Regions from separate parts of the Anas platyrhynchos genome. Here region 2 is linked to region 1. A link is a contact called in public Hi-C data. All regions are on one chromosome and are shown on one strand. The core of a region is the stretch at or near the end of the contact, and the rest is flanking DNA. Distances in the headings are between cores, read along the strand shown.

Region 1 (2,700 bases), core at 117-2,616:
TGTCAAAACCTTGCTGTGGAGGGGAACAACACCCGCTGCCCTCCTCTTCCACCCAGCCAGCCACCTCACTGTGCAGGCTGTCAGGCCAGCTAAGCTCAGTGTCCCTGTTGGAAGTCCACACTGCCCACTCTTCATTGGGTTTTTCTTCGCCATGTGCTTGGAAATTGTTTCCAGGAGGAAATGGGATTGGGAGCCCCAAGTCCTGGGTCCCCACAGCATTGTCCAGAGGCTCCCACCTGATTCTCCAGCAGATGCTCACCTGGGACAAAAGGGAGACCATGGGGGACAGGGATGGGGTCAGGGTGCGGGGTTATCCCCTGCCACCACAGGAGCCAGGAGAGGTAAGAAGACCCCAGCACCCATCTCCCCTTGCCCTCAAGCCCACCCAGGGCTGCAGCACAGCTGCATGCGCCCGGTGCTGCACGTGGCCAGGGACACAGGGCCAGCAGGGACACGGGGCCGGCAGGGACACGGGCCGGACTCTGGCCCTGTGACGCGGGGTCAGCGGGGCGGGGGCACCCAGGCCACTTCCCCCAGCGGATGCCAGCAGCGGGCCCACGTCAGAGGTGGCCCCACAAGGCGATGGCTCGCGACGGCCCAGCCCCGAGCCACTGACCCGTGCCCTGGCCCCACACAAGCCAAGTGCTGGACACGGGTGGGCTCTCTGCCAGTCCCCCGGCCGGACACCCTGGCTTCCTGCGCCGCGCTGACCCGCTGCCCCCAGCCGGCTCTGCCCGCTGGGCCACGGTTCCTGCCGGGCAAGGGTCGCCCGAACAAGGGAAGCGCTGGGCAGCCGCGGGGCACCGGGCACGGCCTCGAGGGGGGCACCGAGCAACGGGACAGCGCTCACGCACGTGTCCCCGTGCACGAGGAAGCAGGAAGCGTGCAACAGCGGCGTGCAAGGACGTGCACACACACACACACAGAGCCCCGCACCCCACGGCAAAGCAGCGGGTGGGGGGGGGTCGGGGCCAGCCCCGGGCACCCCGGGGGGCTCCTGGGGGCGGCCACAGCCAGCACCGGGGGGGGGGACACGGCGGGCCCGGGGCGGCCGGGGGCTGGTGCCCGGCGGGCCCCGTGCACGGGAGCCTCACGGCGGTGCCGGGCGGAGCTGGGGCAAGCCCGGGGCTGTGCCCGGTGCCGTGCCCGGGGCCCGGATCGCGCCCGGTGCCGGTGCCGGGTCGGGGCCGCGCCAGAACCGGGCGGCGCCCACGTGGAGCGCAACGCGCGCTGCCCGCCGAGCGGCGCGCCAAGAGTTCCCCAGCGGCTCCCGGCCGTTGGCTGCCGGCAGCCAATAGCGGCTCGGCCCCGCCCTCCCGGCGGCCAACGGGCGAATGGGAGCGCCGGGAGGCTCCTGACGTCACGGGGTTAAGCCGGGAGTCGCGGAGGTCACGTGGCAGGGAGGGTAAAAGCGCCAGGGGGCGGCGGGGCCGGGCCGAGCTCAGCGCGTCCCCAGCGCGCGTTCGGTGCCCGCGTCCCGGTGCTCCCGGAACCGGCCCCGGCCCGGCCCCTGGGCGCTGTCGGTGAGCGGGGCTCAGGGGGGTGGCGGCGGCCGTGGGCTGGGCTCGGGGGGGGGGGGGGTTGGGAGGACGTGGGGGCACCTGGGAGGGATTTTGGGGCGATTCCGGTCGGTTTCGGGGCTTTTTTCGGCGCGGGAGCGGCCGTTGTGGCCGCGCGGTGCCGGTGCCGCCCGCTCAGCTCCCGCTGTCCGCAGGATGAAGAGGCCGCCCCCCCGCCAGCCCTCACCATGGAGCCCGGCCCGGCCCTGACCGCCCCCGGCCGCCCCGCAGCCGCCGCCGCCGCCCGCGCCCTATAGCAGCGGCCCCGCGTCCCGCCCGCAGCCTATTTAATTTTGTACCTTATTTATTGTCGCACCTCCGTACCTCACGCTCTGTTTACATCCCGGCCCCGAGCCCCCCCCCATCCATCCCTGTCCGTCCCCAAACCGCTGGCTGCAGCCATGGATTCGGTCCCCAGCGGTGTCACGGCGCTGGCGGAGAGCGGCGCGGTGCCGGCTCCGCTCACCGGCTTCCTCTGGATGCTGGTGCTGGGCTTCATCATCGCCTTCGTGCTGGCCTTCTCCGTGGGTGCCAACGACGTGGCCAACTCCTTTGGGACTGCGGTGGGCTCGGGCGTGGTGACGCTCCGGCAGGCGTGCATCTTGGCCAGCATCTTCGAGACGGTGGGCTCCGTCCTGCTGGGGGCCAAGGTCAGCGAGACCATCCGCAAGGGGCTGATCGACGTGGAGATGTACAACTCCACGCAGGAGCTGCTCATGGCCGGCTCCATCAGCGCCATGTTCGGTGAGTGCCCGTGATCCACGCCGTGCCGTGCTGCCCCGTGCCGATGGCTCCCTTACCGGCCTTGTTCTCGCCCTTCAGGATCGGCCGTGTGGCAGCTTGTGGCTTCGTTCTTGAAGCTTCCCATTTCGGGTACCCATTGTATTGTCGGAGCAACGATCGGCTTTTCCTTGGTGGCCAAAGGGCAGGAAGGTGTCAAGTGGTCTGAGCTGCTAAAAATCGGTGAGTGCAGTGAGGTGATGGCTCCAGACACAGCACGACCCCCTCTGTGTGCAGTGTGGTTCTAATCACACCTCTTCTCTCCTAGTGTTGTCCTGGTTCATCTCACCCCTCCTGTCTGGCATCATGTCTGCTATCCTGTTCTTCCTTGTCCGTAGGTTCATTCTTCATAAGGTAAGGA
Region 2 (2,700 bases), core at 126-2,625, 41 kb after region 1:
TGCAGCCCCCTCCGTGGTGGCAGCGTGCACGGACTGACCGTCCTGCCCTGAAGGAACTCTTGAGTTAACGAATTGCTTCTCGTTGCTCTCTGTGGCTCCTGATGCAGACACAAACCCAGCGAGATGCCTCCTGGAGCCGCCGGTGCTCCTGTAGTGCCAGAGCCCTTCAATATTGCTGCCCCTGCTCTTCCTACAGCAGCAGCCTGAGCGCTCCACGTCCTGCGCCTTGGCCTTGCTGCAGACTTCTCTCCCAGAAAGGATGCTGTGAGATGCAGTCCCCTAATAGCGCAGGCAGATGTTCCTAAATAACGTGCCTCTGCCTCGCTGGAGTTACCGCTGGTGGTGGCAAGGCTGGTGTCGTCTGTGCCATGCTGGCGTGAGAGCCAGTTGGGCACAGATCAGTCAGAATCAGGAAAACTGGCTCTTAAATTGCCCTGAGGCTTAAAAGGAAAGGAGCAGTGTGGAGTTGTCACTGTTGTCACCAGGAGGTGCTTGGGGTGGAAGTCAGATGAGCTCTGGGAAGTCAGGCAGCCCTCGGGCTCGTGCTCGGGAAGGTCTCTGCTCCGGAGGGGCCCCCAGAAATCGGAGAGGGGTTGGGTGGGTGGCACCCGTACCTGGTGCAGGGTGCTCTGGGGTTCTTCCCCACGCACAGAGCTGCGCTGAGCAGCTTCTCCAGGCTTCGTTGGGAGCCATGGATGGAGCTGTTAGCTGTGCCATGGCAGAGCTGCGCCAGGCGTGCTGTGAGAGCAGCCGGGTCCCTCCTGTCCGGCAGCTCTGCGGAATATGTAAAGGGGAAACTGCATGACTCTCTTGAATTTTCTCTGTTAAGGAATGCTTCTTGAACTAACTTGTTTTAATGACTAATCTGTGTTGTTGCTTCCAGGTCAGGGGCCATCACATTGCAAAGCTTGATCCTCTCGGCATTAGTTGTGTAAATTTTGATGATGCACCAGTAACTGTTTCTCCAAACGTCGGTGAGAATTGCTCTGCAAATTAATTCTAATGTAATTTAACTTTTTTACCCCTCCCCTCTTTTGTTTTTCTCCCTTTCTCCTGTCCCTCTTGGTATCTGTTCTCCTGTCCACTCCTGGCCCATTTCATAGATTCGAGGGCATCATGTAGCACAACTCGACCCACTGGGCATCTTGGATGCGGACCTGGACTCGTCCGTTCCGGCCGATATTATCTCATCCACAGACAAACTGGGTGAGGGCTTTGACAGCAGTCAGTGCTGCATTGCTTGAGCTCCTCTCTCTTTCACAGCTTCGTAGGTAGAGCGCTTCACCCGTGCAGAGGGAAGCTCTTAGGTTTCCTTCGTGATGATCACTCCAAATTTACTCCTGGAGCGCGCAGCGGCGGAGCAGCTCTGCCCCCCTCCGGCTGTCCCAGCCAGCGTGCTGTTTCTCCTCCCAGCACAGCGAGTTTCCTCGCCTTGCAACGGGATTAACTCATCCCGTGGGGGAAGCCAGCACATCTTCTGGAAATGGCAAGCAGCCAAGAGGTTTTGTGCCGGGGAGAGCGCGAGCTCCGGTGCCTTGGCACCTCTTGCTGCTCTCGTAGGGCCCCGCCAGCAGGCGCTGAGCACTGGGGAGCAGGGGCTGGGCTCATCCACACCGGGCTGACGCTGCCAAGAGAAGCGTCCCGGCGTGCCCCTGCCTTCCCCTGCTCCCAGCCCCATGCAGCACCTTTAGATCGGTGCCTTGCCCCTTTTCCCAAGACTGAGCGATGAGAACCTGCCGGTGATCATGACAAGGAAGCTTTGGGACGCGTTCCCGCACAAGTAGGGGGTGGAAATTCCGGTGCCTTGAGTGAAAGACGCACGTGTGCTGCGCGGGAGCGTGTGTGTGGTGCCGAGGACGTGGACCCTAATCTGAAAGCGCTTAACCTCAGTCGGGATCTCCGCAGCACGCTGCCGTTCTTCCAGCTGGAGCAGGGGCGCAGCAGCTGAGCTCTCTCACCTCGCTGGTGCTTTCCGGGGGTTTTACCCCGGTGCTGCGAGCACTCCTAGAGGCATGCTTCTAACTTAGCCTAGAGCCGCGGTAACGATCACTAACCCGCACAGCGCAGCAGCCCATGGGAGCACGCACCCGTCCAGATCTCCTGGCACCCGGCTGGGGGTGGACGGGGAGGAGGAACCTTCCCCAAAACCAACTTTTGTCCTGCTGGGGTGCCTGCTGAATTTTGTCCAGGATTCCCTGTGCGTCCTGCTTTGGGCTGGGATAGAGTTAATTTTCTTCCTAGGAGCTGGGAGTGGTAGAGAAGGGTTAGGATTTTGTCATCCCAGCTGCTGGGATAAAGGGAAGCTGCTTCACCCCGAGATCTGATACGGTGCCAAAGCGGGGCTGAGCACCAGGAGCCGGTGGCTAGGGCAGGAGCGAGCCCCGTGCCTGGGGCTGTGATGGGAAGAGGAGGGGGGATGTGTGCTGCGAACCTGGCCGCAGGAGGGGGAACAAGTCCCCGTGTCTGCCAGCAGCAGCAGTGCTGCAAGGGAGGCTTTTAGGATGAGCAGGCCCTCTGGCTGTCTGGCCAAAGCAGAAACTCAGAGGAACAAAAAACCTAAAACCTGCCCGAGGCTTTTCCCCGAGTCCTGCCGCGGAGGCGCGCACACCCGCAGGCGTCTGCACGGATCCGTTTTGTCTCTGGGCTGTAGCTTTTGTCACCGAGTGTCACGCCTGCTGAGTGATGCTGAATGATGCTGAA

What was found. Hi-C and Micro-C count contacts between places; a contact is called where the count stands out from the background.
Region 2: a Hi-C map of subcutaneous adipose tissue shows a contact between it and region 1, with 1.9 times the contacts expected there. The contact joins the enhancer-like site here to the promoter of SLC20A1 in region 1. A contact is called at or near these places in 3 of 8 Hi-C or Micro-C datasets (liver, skeletal muscle and subcutaneous adipose tissue).

The regions. Positions count from the first base shown.
Region 1 is chr23:4,205,786-4,208,485 of IASCAAS_PekinDuck_T2T, forward strand. SLC20A1 (solute carrier family 20 member 1) reads left to right here and starts at 1,367. Exons shown (of 11, transcript XM_038166933.2): 1 at 1,367-1,523; 2 at 1,715-2,303; 3 at 2,382-2,522; 4 at 2,608-2,693. The coding sequence starts at 1,961.
Region 2 is chr23:4,247,241-4,249,940 of IASCAAS_PekinDuck_T2T, forward strand. It overlaps OGDH (oxoglutarate dehydrogenase), which reads left to right. Exons shown (of 23, transcript XM_038166865.2): 4 at 884-974. Among named protein-coding and RNA genes, the nearest start is that of OGDH, 14 kb to the left of the region's middle. Within about 2 kb of position 1,376, at least 1 of the 8 cell types and tissues checked has an H3K27ac peak or open chromatin away from gene starts, as enhancers often do. A contact at or near this core is called in subcutaneous adipose tissue, where this site is marked.